Linked DNA regions of Mus musculus: region 1 is linked to region 2. A link is a contact called in public HiChIP or PLAC-seq data. All regions are on one chromosome and are shown on one strand. Each heading gives the region's core, a stretch centred on a gene start, on an enhancer-like site or on the middle of the called end of the contact. The rest is flanking DNA. Distances are from core to core; before and after follow the strand shown.

Region 1 (6,534 bases), core at 995-3,494, 700 kb before region 2:
CCTGAGCCACTGTGGTACAAACTCAGTCCATGTGTGAGCCATAACAGATGGTTAAGCAGGTTGTCGGGCCTCTACTATTAGAAAGAACATTCAGCCTTCTACCTGGCCCCAAATTAGGGCAAAGATAAGTATCACCAGAGGGAAAATAGTCCCAAACTGAGGACCTCTGGACTAGAGAACTCATAGTTGGGGGCCCAGCCTGATTCCTGTTCACTGGGTGGGGTCACTTTGATTCACTAAAGATGACACAGGGATGTGCAGCCCTGGAGCCCAAGCTCCAAGACTCTCCCTGGATGGTTCAGTTTCCAGGGTTGATAGGCATCCCATTATAGCCTCACAACAGCTGTTTTGAGGATTACTAGTTTGGGATTTCTACGTGTGTCCTTGCTGGAGCCAGCCTCAGGTGGTTGCAGTCCTTGGAATGCCTCTTTGATCCTTGGCTGTGAGAACAATGTCTTCATGGGTTCTCATTGAGTTTTCACTGCTGATGTTCCTGGGTGTAGCACTTGACGCAAGAGATGTTCAAGTCCTTTGTGTGGAGCTAGGCACCTGAGATGGGAGATGGGAGCATCTTTGATGAGGAGGCTATAATGGGATGCTGGCTGTAAGTTGGCTGAGGACCAAGGTTATGAGTAAACTCTCCCATTTGCCTATCTCATGGTCGTGATTTCAATGGCTCTCATTCTGAAAGCCATTTTTTTTGTCCATATTTGTTTGTTTACTGTGTGTGTATTGATGCCAAGGTTCTAGTGTGGAGGTCAGATAATATCTTGTGAGAGTTGGTTCTTTCCTTTTGCTATGTGAGTCCTGGGAAACAGAACTCAGGTTATGAGGTTTGACAGTAGAGACCTTTACCCATCAAACCATGCCACCAGCTCCCGTTGCAGATGATTTTCTGCCTTTTCCATTGTATACTTAAATTGCTGGTAGGGGATGTTCCTTACAGAGAGTGAACAAGGACCCTCCCTCAGCCTGGTCAGAGACAAATAGAGGGTCAGAGATAAGCAATCACACTCAGCAAAGGGTGGAATTCTGCCCTAGAGTTTCCTTTTGGTAATTTAGACAAAATAACAGAAGCAGGTACTCTGGTGAGCAGAGTCACTTCCTTAGTCTGTTTTACCCTAGCAAACAAGCTTTGAGAACAGAGGTCCTCAGGCAAAGGGAGGATGGGCTTATAAGCAGTTATCAGTTACTTTCGTATTTACAACCAGCGAGTCCTTGGAACAGATACATACATTTCAGCGGAGGCACAGTTACAAAATGTTCCCGAGACATCTTAAGCTGACAGATTTGAACTCTCTTGCCTGACATGAGTGGGCAGGGTGTGAGGGAAAGGACTCCGGTCAAAAGCCATGGGAGACTGAGCAAAACTCAGTATACCCTGCTGCCCTCCAAGTGTGATGTGTGCTGACCTGATTTGCTGCATAGGCAACGCCCTATCTGGGTGGTTTCCTTCTGTGGAAACCACAGTTGATCTTGCAGTCCCGTCAGCCCCAAGGCCAAGTCCTGAGGCCAACCTCTGGCTTGGAGGAGCAGAGAGTCAGTGCAGAACCTGCTTAGCAAGGACACTAGCACACTGGCATGTGTCCAAGCACCAGCAGCCAGTGGCGGGAGAAGACTGTAAGCCAGGTCACGTGCAGAGGGAATGGAGAAACCGCTGGGTTATGCAGAAGAGAGCCCTGAGCCCTGGGGCTCTCTCCAGACTTGCTCTTAGACAAAGACAAACTTCACTCAACGGTGACCCCTCCGTGCCACTGCCTGCAAACGGCTGGGAAGTGGGGTTAAAGGTGACATGAAGCTTGCAAGGAGTTAGTGGCTCTCTGAGTAGCTGGCTTTTGGAGATCTTGTAATACTGCTTAAAAAAGAAATGTGGCTCACATTGATTGAGCTCTGACTGTGGCTGGGTGTTGATCCTGCAGACAGTCCAGCCTTTCATGATTAATATCGGGTGGGTCTTTTTGGAATCTTTTGACAGAGAATAAAATCATCTTCATTGAGAACAAGGATGGCCATGTGGAATCGTGGCCAACTGGAACTGCAAATGAGGAAGCATGCTAAAACGTACTCCCAGGTGTCATGAGGGGTCAGGGGAGTGTTAGATTGCAGGTGGTGTTTTGTTCATCTGGAGTTCGGATGCCTTGGTTTTTTTGTTTTTTGTTTTTTTAAATGGCTGGGTGTTGTCTCAATTTCTAGGTTACTTAGAGGAAACAGGAAGTCTCAGAAATGGTTAGTAAGAGCTAGTGAATCACAGTTAGCTTGCTCTTCTGAGTGCCTGGGCTCAGATAGCACAGGTCTAAGGATCAGCTACAGATATAATGGGCCAGAGAGGGCCATCCTACTGCCCTTCAGTGGGAGCTGGAGATGCTGAGGCCCAGGAAGATGGAGTCTACTATTCAGTGTAGGCCGTCTGGATTACAGAAAGACAAGTGTAGGATACACACACTCAGGCAGGCAGACCCTAGCTAGGTTCCTCTCTTAGCCTTGTGCAGGGCACCAACTGAGACCTGGTGCTTGAGGCCAGGGCCAGTGAACGACAGGACTGAACTCTTGAGGTGGGATCTGAGACCCTGCCTCATGCTTTCTAAGCGTCACCACCTCCCAGGAAATTTCCATCCCTGAGAATACTCTCATCTGGAGGTTAGGGTACACCATAGGGTACACCTTGCACCAGACCCAGTTTAGTATCCTAATAACATTGTTTGAAAGATACCATTAGCACACTAGAGAAGTGCAGATATTCACCCAAGGTCACACTCAACTAAAAGGCAGAGCTACCGTCCTTCCGCGTCACCGGGCTTTCTTTGATGAGTTTAGGGCGACATATGTTAGAGAGATGGGAGGCTGAAGAGGGAGAGAGGAGAGAAAGGAGATGAGTTGGGAGGGGGTTGTCTGTGACGCAGAATAATCTATACAAAGCCTACAGCTGCTTCTCGCAGGGTGTGCACAGGGGCAAGCACATGTTATGCCCAGCTCAGGCACTGTGTGAGATTAGGTAACTTTACTAGCCTCTCTGTTCATCGCTTGGCATATGGACACTATTCTTTGTACTTGGAAGCAGTGCTCTGAGGATTATAAACACATAAGAGGAGAGAGCTTTGAACAATGTCTAGTCCAAGGCGAATGTCCAAAGAACATTGGTTCTGTCAGGATTACTGTCGGTCTGCACTCCCAGGTGAGGCCTGGTTACATACAGTTTCTCTCCAGGAACCCTAACAACCTGTGTAAAGTGTAATTTACTCCCTTGGTTCCCCAGATGCCTTTCATTGTGGTCAGAGCTGGCACAATGATGCCTACCTTAAGACACAGAGAGGAAGTCTGGCCTGCTGCTGGCAGCTGCCAAGGCAGGAAGGAGGCTCCTGGGAACAGACCCACTGTCTACAGGGCTCACTGCCCACATGTGAAAGGGCCCTGGGCACTCTCCTTCCTGCTTAAAAGGAGAGCAGAGCTGTGAGGGCATGGATTCTGCACCTCAGGAAGCCTCCACTCACCCCATATGCTGGGGATAACTGATGTTCTATAATGACCCGGGCTTCCGGAGGTTGGACTGCCTATTTCATCCTTGTCACTGCAGATGGGCCTGTTGCTCCTGTCATGCTGTGGAGGCCATCCTGCCTGATTCCCCTCCAGGCTGCCAATGACTGTACATCACTGAGCGCATGTTCCATCTATGGCCGGCACCTCTCTTGTCTCTGGCTCCCTGAGGCCAAACATTCTTCTCCCCATCCTGTTCACCAGCTCCCCATCCTGTTCACCTCTCCATCCTAGCAGCACCTCCCCTCACTTCAGGTGCTCGGTGCACAGATATTTCTTGGTAATTCTGACTAAACACATGAATTCTCAGCTTGCTGTTTTAACCACGCTAAGTCGCATAGTTCAGTAGCACAGCTATGTCTCCAATGCCTAGCTGTACAAGATTGCATTTCTACAACCATGATTCTAGTAGCCATTAAGCAGTAACCCCTCGTTCTGGTCCAGTGACCATTTAGCTGTTGGCATCTCTGTGTTTCTCTTTCCGATCTTTTGTATAAATGGAACATAGAAAAACATTCATGGTTCTTTGGGTCTCGTTCCTTGTACTAAGTGTGTTTTTCTTGGATCATCTGTACTGTCCATATATGAGTATTTTGTACCCTTATCTGGTTGAATAATATTCCATTGTGTGCATATACCACATTTTGCTTATCCAGCTACTGATAGATACCTGGGTTGTTTCGATCTTTTAGAGTATGCTAATAGTGCCCAATAAATGCTCACATGAAAGTTTTTGGTTTGAATTCTTGTTAACAATTTGGGGTGTGAATCCAGGATTAGAATCGATGGGTCCCATGTTAATTCTGTCTGCCTTTGAAGATTGCTCACACTGTCCCCTAATTGCTATACATGATTGGTTTTCATGCTAATTTTTGAGGATTACAATTTTTCTGTATCCCCTTCAAAAAAAATTATGGCCATACCAATGAGTGGTCATATCATATGAGGTGATATGCTGTGCTTCTGATTGGCAGTTCCCTAATGACTTTAATGCCAAAGACCTTTACATGTGCTCTTTGGCATTTGCGTGTCTCTAGGGAAATCAGTTTTTAAATTCCTTCGTCCATTTATAACAGGGTCTGTGTTGTCAATTTTGTGGGTGCAATGTAAGAGTTCTTTATGAAGGTCGGAATAGTGTAGACTTTTATTTCAGATCTGATTTGTTGCTGTGAGTCTCTGAGTTAACCGCTACCCATTGCAAAGGAAAGCTTGTTTGAAGGCAAAGAGTAGACACAATTTTATGGCTATAAATATAAACAGCTAAAGGCACTTTGAAGACACGTCCACTTAGTAAAGCGACAGTTGTAGGTTCTCCTCTAAGGTCAGTGACTTCTCCATCCATGAGCTCTGACTTCGTAATTTAAATACAACATTCTCCCCTCTCTACCCTCACTCTAAACCCTCTTGAGAACCCCTCTCCACCCCTCTCCACTCTCCTTCAAACCCATGGATTAAGACCCACTCAACGAGAGGGATGTCATGCCTGGCATCTGAAGCCTAGATATCCACTTAGAACTAATGGTTGTTAGAGAAAAATCTGCAATTACTGGTTTATTAAACCAGCACAATCCCTATAAAAAAATCTATAAACATATATGTTTGTATATGCACACATATTCCTAAATATATCCTATCGAGTTCCAGCCCATGTTCCTGGTGTATATGTTTTTAGAGTTGAGCCTTTGGCACTGGATGGCCAGTTAGTGTGCTCTTCCCTGGCCAGGGCTGTCTCTCCTGGGCAGGGCTGTTTGTCTGTCCTGGGCAGGGCTGTCTCTCCTGGGCAGGGCTGTTTGTCTGTCCTGGGCAGGGCTGTTTGTCTGTCCTGGGCAGGGCTGTTTGTCTCTCCTGGGCAGGGCTGTTTGTCTGTCCTGGGCAGGGCTGTTTGTCTGTCCTGGGCAGGGCTGTTTGTCTCTCCTGGGCAGGGCTGTTTGTCTGTCCTGGGCAGGGCTGTTTGTCTGTCCTGGGCAGGGCTGTTTGTCTCTCCTGGGCAGGGCTGTTTGTCTCTCCTGGGCAGGGCTGTCTCTCCTGGGCAGGGCTGTTTGTCTGTCCTGGGCAGGGCTGTTTGTCTGTCCTGGGCAGGGCTGTTTGTCTGTCCTGGGCAGGGCTGTTTGTCTGTCCTGGGCAGGGCTGTTTGTCTCTCCTGGGCAGGGCTGTTTGTCTCTCCTGGGCAGGGCTGTCTCTCCTGGGCAGGGCTGTCTGGCTGTCTCTCCTGGGCAGGGCTGTCTCTCCTACTCCCAGCTTTCCTCGATTGTCTGTGTTTTTCTTTGTTTCTGTAGGATTGAGGCCTTCCTGGCTTTTCCTTGTCCACTGGCATGTTTGCTGGTGTCAACCTTGTTCAGCTCACACTTCCACAGTCGTGTTGGTGAGATTTTATGTGTGTAGCTTTTAAGGTTAGGAGATGAAGTCCCACAGCAAACTCCCTGATCCTCTGGTTCTTACAACCTTTCTCCTCCCTCTTTTGCAATGTTTCCTGAGCCTCAGATGCTGGACTGTTTGTGTCCATTAGGACTGGGCTCCAGGGCTCTGCGTTTTGAGTGGGTGTGGTTTTCTTTAGTGGTCTCAGTCTGCTGCAATGGGAAGGTTCCTTGCTGAGAGGTGAAGACTACACTTATTTGTGAGTATAAGGACAAATGTTTATAGATTATTTTTAGGGATTATTCTGGTTTAGCAAACTAATGGTTGTAGATTCTCCTCCAACAACCATGAATTCACTAGTACTGAGTGCTGTGTTTTATAAAAAGAAAGAGAAAGCCAGGGATACGTTTGGTAGAGGTGCAGTATGGTGTGGGGGGTGGGGGAGAGGGTGGAGGAGATGGTGCCTCTGTGGACCCATGGCAAGGCATTCCTTTGCTTTGAGGTACCAGCCACATGATGTATAGTATAGAACAGAGTTTATTTAGGGTGTGGGGAGGGGAGTTGAGGGGGTAGGGGAGACAGAGAGAGAGAGAGAAAGAGAGAGAGAGAGAGAGAGAGAGAGAGAGAGAGAGAGACATGGGGAGAGGG
Region 2 (6,215 bases), core at 3,398-5,897:
GAATAACTCACTAGCCAAGGGAAAAGCATTCTTGGGGCACAAAAGGAGTTTCATAAATATTTAGAGTTAGCGATTAAACATCTTATTTAAAGGGACACTCCAAAAACAAATGAATAGTCTTTGGACAAAGGAGGCTTTCCATTTTCAGAAAATATTTGATTCATAAGAAACAAATCAACCAACTAAACAGCGATCTTGTGATATGCCTACACTCTGGCCACGTTAGGAGCTTGATGGTTATAGGCTAAGCATTAGTGGAAGACGTTAGTCATTCCACAGCTTCATTAACAAGGATGTAACTCAAAGTTCAAACATGGATCATCAGGAAACATCATCTCTAAAATGTCTACAGACATCGCAAAAGGTGACTCTTTAAGAGAGTGAGTTGTGTATACAGATGACTGTGAAGTCGTCACATCTGTATCCCACTTTCCTGATGCCCTGGCTTAGAGAGCAGGGTTCGAGTCTGGGTCTCGTCTACCTTTCTCTTTATATGATGTGTACAGCTCTCTACAGTGAACTGCAAATGCATGACTCAGCAGAGTTAGATTGGGAGTCAGAGATACGACAACGAGCTGCAGCTTCCAATCCAATCCAAGATCTCAAAGTCATTTTGCCAACCAAGGAGACTACTGAGGCCAAGAAAGGGCAAAGGCCTTGTTCAGAGTCCCACTGAAGAGGAGAAGGTATGGAGCCTAGATATGGATTCTGTGTTTACTCCGTTTAGGTACCTCTTGCCTAGATACACCTTGTCTACAGCAAGTTCAAAGGCCACCACCTCAGTGCAAAAGTCAGAAAGACATGGGTTCAAGTCTTAACCCACCTATACAAGACAGAGCATACTATTTGACCTCTCTGACCCTTCATCGTCTGAGAGGTGGAGATAACACACCCTTCACTGGCTTGGCCTAAGGATGCAAAGCACCTGCCCCATCCTAGATGTTCAATAAATTGTAACTAAGTTTTAGGGATGAATTAAAGAATACCTCTATGTAAGGGTAGCTAGAATCAAGGCAGCTGGAACCATGAGTAAATTGTGGGAAAAGTCCGTAGTGTTTCATCAACTGAACGCGCCACCGCAAAGGGCAATTTTGACATCTGAACATTTTAGAAAGCGTATCCTCCTAAGAGAACATCCTCTTGACATGAGACTGTGGCCTAAGCATGCAGCATCCCCTGGGTCAGTAAACTAATAAATAGCAACCAAAACAGCTGACTACAGCTCTCCTGGTGCTCTTGCCTCTCAGCCCATTTCCTCCTTGAGTACCAGGTTGCATCCTCCTGTGCCTTGGCCACAGTACACACAGCTCACAGGCATGGTGGAGCAGGCACAGCCCAGGGACTGAGAGCAGGGCTTCTGGCACCAGGCTGATCTGGGTTTAGGTCTCTATTTTCATCATTTGGTCACTGAGTAATGTTAGAAAGTTACTGCTTTGTGCTTTGATTTCTTCCTCTGTAAAATGAGGATGTTTCTCACAAATTTACAGTATTATACCAGTAGTAAAATGAGATTTTGTGTGTGTGTGTGTGTGTGTGTGTGTGTGTCTTGGTGGAGTTCTCTCCCCAAATGTGTGTGTGTGTGTATGTATATGTGTATGTGTGTATGTGTATGTGTGTGTATGTATATGCATGTATGTATGTGCTTCTGTATGTATGTATGTTTATATATATACATATATAAGTATATATACATGAATATTCATATATATATATACATAGATAGATAGATAGATAGATAGATAGATAGATAGATAGATAGATAGATTGTGTGTGTGTGTGTGTGTGCTTAGCACTCTACAAACGTACCCATTATTATTATGCATAAAATACGAATAATACCAACCTAGTATGAAGGGCTCTCGGTCAAGAGGGGCCAGTGAGCGGTCCAGGGGAGGTTTTGTGCTTCTGTCTATTGATGGAGCAGGCACTATAGTATAAAAGGGTAAGGTCAGTTAAATAAAATGAAAGCATCTGGCTGGGGATTGGGAGGATGGGCTGGTGGGCAGAAAGCACCCTGTGCTTACACTTTGCTGTCTTGTTGTTTCCACTTCTGCTGGGCTCTTCGTGGTTGGGATGGGGTGGAGACAGTGGCTGCATGGAATTAAAAAAAAAATCCAAATGTTTAGAAGCTTTTCCACAACAGCTTCTTTTCGTCTTAGTGGCATTCTCTCCCCAGTAGCTGGATCCCTTTCCTTCATCTTCAGGTCTGATCCACAGTTAGCTGTCCCCTCTGTCAGCTGAGCTTCCGAGGTTGTGCCCCTCTGAACTTCCTCACTCTCTCATGCCCCAGGCCTTCAACACGGCAAAGGACCAGGCTGAAACTTCCCTACCAAGCCCTCCAAGGGTCTAGTCACATCAGAAGTGAGACATGAACCCCTGTGAAGCGCACATGACATGCCCTGCCCACCTTTTGAAGCCATTTTTATGTTCCTCTGATGCTCCACGGTCCCTGCATAAGGATCTCCTTACAGTTCTCACAAAACCCAAAGCTCACGCATCACCACGAACATCTCTGTGCCTGGTTTCCTCTGCCCGGGATGTCCCTTCTGCTTTCCCTATGACTGGCTCACCCTGTGCCCGCTCAGTGTCAGCTCTGTACCCTCTGTCATGTTACTCGGCCCCCTGCCTTCCTAAAGTACACACCTACATCTGTGTGCTTGTTTATATCAAAACGTTATAAGGGTCGGGGCATTGTGTGCTGTTCCATATTCTTCCTCCGGCAAAGTGAACACTGGTGTGAAGTAGCTGCCTAATCAATATCTGTCAAAGTGATGGGTAGATGTCAAAGTCTTCAGATTTCAAAAGCATTTCGCTTTTGAAATCTGAAGACACATTGGGCTCCACTTTAGCAACTGTAGTAAGAGCCAAAGTGTCAGAACTAGAAGAGGAGATTGCGGTATGAGGAGAGTCTTCGAAGATACTGAGACCTCACAGTAGCGAGGATCCCCTTCTCACAGATCACCCCCTCCTGCTGGCATCTCTGCTAAAGTGTCCTGGCTCCTTGCGGAAAGAGCACTTCGCCAGATACCGACTCCTTTAGACTGAGCTACATGTGAGCTCTATAGGAACTGGGCCATATGCTGAAACAAAAGGAAACGTGTGACTTAGTGCCACTGTTTCTCTCGTGGGCTTCGCGGTGTTGGAAATCCTGTGGTCAGAAGGCGGTCATCCCTGGAATTTCTTGATGTTGCCAGCAGGTGGCGCAGCGCTGTTTGCAGGAGGAGGTCTATCTTGGCAACACCGGAAGATGCCCGACCAGACTTGGCTCTCCCACAATTAAATAGGGGAGATAGCACAATGATATTGGAAGGGAGTATCTCATTATACACGCAGTTCGTATTGTTTACGGTGCCAAAAAATGCCAATAAACATTATGGCATACATAGAAACTGCTTATCACAAAGTTGAACCACTGAACAGAACGTGAGGGTGTGCATTTTCTCTTACAAACTTAGAATTAGGTAAAGATGCTCAGTTCCTTTTCTGTCTACTGGAAAAAAGAACTGTTATGGAAACAAAGCGGCCTGGAAGAAAGGGAGGAGGCTTACCGAGTGATTCCTGCCTGTTGGCAGGGGAGGGAGGGCAGGTTTTGGTCTCAGTGGGGGCACTGGAGGCTGCTGGGAGACCTTGCCAGTGGGAGGTCGGTCTGCGGAAACACAATGTTAAAAAGAAAGAAGAGCCGTTTAATTCCATCCGGGAGCCAGAGAAAGGCAGGATCTCTGAGTTCAAGGCCAGCCTGGCCTACAAAGCTAGTTCCAACACAACCAGGGTTGCACAGAGAGACCTTGTCTCAGAAAAACCAAACCAAACCAAACAAACAAAAACCAAGAAAGAAACAAGGAAGGAAGGGAGGGAGGGAGGGAGGGAGAGAGAAGAGAAGAGAAGAGAAGAGAAGAGAAGAGAAGAGAAGAGAAGAGAAGAGAAGAGAAGAGAAGAGAAGAGAAGAGAAGAGAAGAGAATTCAAGAGAAGAGAGAAGAGATAAAAATTTGAAGTGAGTGTTGTCTAATTCAGTTGTCTTCTAGAACATGTTATACCTGAGTGTGTAGCTTGAAGTGTCAGGAGCACCTGACCCTTCTCCTCCAGATCTCCATCAGTACCAGCATGAATCTGAGATAGTCAAACCCAGCCTGGGTCCTACAGGAGGCAGGAAGTCCTTGGTCCCTATCTGTCCCTCTCCTGCAGATTTGGTTTAACTCTTCTTACACATTGGAATAACTCCTATTGTCCCTCACACAAACAGGTACTATCTGAGACACTGCTACTCAAAGGAAGCCTCCACAGAATTACCCCAGTGAGTGTTTTCAGATACAATTCTACATGTGTAGATGTGCATATGCATGCAACATGATCCGTGTGCATGTATATGCACACATGCAAATACAGAGCACAAGTGTGTATGTTCAACATGCATGTGCACACATGTGTGCCAAGAAACATGAGTGTATGCCGACACTTAAGCATGCACAGAGACACGTGTGTGCGAGCCTGCATACATATGCTCACACTGCACACACAGCTGCTGGTCAGTTCTCTGCCACCCTCAGGAGTCCCTTATTCTGTTGCTTCCTTCCCTATACCAGTACTCTGAGCTGCTATGCTCTCCCACTTCCTCCTTCTCCTCCCTTAAAGGGAGGAGCTGGGCCCCAATTCTGTTACCAAACTAAGCAGCACAGGGCTTTGCCCTAGACAGACATGCTGTTCTGATTGCCACAGAACTGCCCAGAACCAGCTTGACAAGTTTGGAATTCCTTCCCCCTTCCCCCTTCGGCTGGGACAGCAGGAGGGCAAGGGCCTCTGTCTTCTTGTGCTTTGGAGCCTGGAGCTCTATCAGAGCCACAGAAACCCTAACATAACTGACTGTTAGTTTTGGGAAGATTGTGGAGGGAGTCTGGAAAGTCAAACTGGAAAGACCATTGAGTACTCTCTTGACCTTCCCGTTTGTCAGCCCTGTGAAGAATGTCATTTCCCTTCCAGAAGGAAAGGGCTCAGGCAAGGAGCAATGGTAAGCCTGGGATCCACACCACAGGCTGCCCTTCAGAACCTCCAATAGGCCATGTTCCTTGGGACCTCAGGGACTATGCGCTGTCGTTTCATGTGCATCAAATATTCCTCCCCTACCCGTCTCAGCGTCATTTAACCAACCCTTACTCAGTTGCAATACAGTATTTAACATCAGCCAAAGACTGTCGCTCAAATACCACATCCTGAAGGAACAAACATATTTATTACACTGGCCTAATGAAATGACAGGATACATTAGTTTAGTGTTGCTTCACCCACTAGACTAAGAGTGCTGAAGGATGAGGGTTATCACGCTCACTCTGTGTCTTTGTGACAGGTACCTAGAGACACACGCCAACTTGGTTTCCCTTTTCTGCTCCAGTTTTCTAAGTCTGGAACAGCCTTAATGTTGGCTGAAGTTCCCTGTCTGTTAGCTTTCATGTTCTATCCTTCAGTACTCAAAGTGAGGTGGTGGGGCGCAATCTGAAGCAGAGTATAGCACAGCTCCCAGGGTGAGATACACTGTTCCCTGGTTGCAGAGGAAGCCAAGTGTGCCTATGTTCATTTTCTGTCACCTCCTCCCTCTTGGTGGGTTCCAGCACATGGTGTCTGGCTCATAATAGGAGATGAGTAATATTTGTGACTTTGTGAATGAATGAATGAATGAATGAGGAAGAACATATGAGTATAGAACAGCAGGTAGATGAGGAACATCCTGAAAAGTCTGTCTCGTGGGAAAGGCAGAGCCAGTCTCTCTGAGTGTCCTCATATTTGTCGTGACCTTCTATAGATGACAGTGCCACATAACCGCCCTCTTCCCATCAAGCCTTTGTCCTCTGTTCTAGTATTAACCTAGAGAGGCAGTCTTCAGCCTCAAGCCACCAGTTTTTCGTAAGCTGAGTAGGAATCAGCACCCAGAGAAACTCAATGAGCAGCTTCTCCCAGGGCTGCAAGTTACCAAGAGGCCCTTACCGATGTACATGGAGTTGGTGTTGTGGAAAGAGTTGGGGGGCAGGATGGAGCTCTGCAGAGCCTCCTCGTTGTTGGAGGGTGGAGGCTCATAGTCAGCAGCATCGTCCACCAGGGCCTGTTCCTCCTCATTAGGGGACTCATAGTCACCATCGTCCTCCCCATCTGGATCATCATCATTGGGACTTTCATAGTCATCTTCCTGTCAACACAGTGGAGGGACAGGTGTCACAGGTTGTACAGG

What was found. HiChIP or PLAC-seq counts read pairs in DNA pulled down with a chosen protein or histone mark.
Region 1: an H3K27ac HiChIP or PLAC-seq map of regulatory T cells shows a contact between it and region 2, with 8 times the contacts expected there. The contact joins two enhancer-like sites. A contact is called at or near these places in 2 of 39 promoter capture datasets (embryonic stem cells and stem cell-derived epiblast-like cells) and 4 of 115 datasets of contacts at active chromatin or transcription factors (large pre-B cells, microglia, regulatory T cells and 1 more).

What each region holds. Positions count from the first base shown.
Region 1 is chr11:34,766,436-34,772,969 of GRCm38.p6, reverse strand. The region is part of intron 1 of Dock2 (dedicator of cyto-kinesis 2); the gene reads left to right. Among named protein-coding and RNA genes, the nearest start is that of Dock2, 14 kb to the left of the region's middle. Within about 2 kb of position 2,244, at least 152 of the 459 cell types and tissues checked have an H3K27ac peak or open chromatin away from gene starts, as enhancers often do. A contact at or near this core is called in microglia and regulatory T cells, where this site is marked.
Region 2 is chr11:34,070,928-34,077,142 of GRCm38.p6, reverse strand. Lcp2 (lymphocyte cytosolic protein 2) reads right to left here. Exons shown (of 21, transcript NM_010696.4): 7 at 5,975-6,173; 8 at 3,549-3,646; 9 at 2,025-2,091; 10 at 1,844-1,927. The region is part of intron 3 of 4930469K13Rik (RIKEN cDNA 4930469K13 gene); the gene reads left to right. Among named protein-coding and RNA genes, the nearest start is that of 4930469K13Rik, 25 kb to the left of the region's middle. Within about 2 kb of position 4,647, at least 69 of the 459 cell types and tissues checked have an H3K27ac peak or open chromatin away from gene starts, as enhancers often do. A contact at or near this core is called in microglia and regulatory T cells, where this site is marked.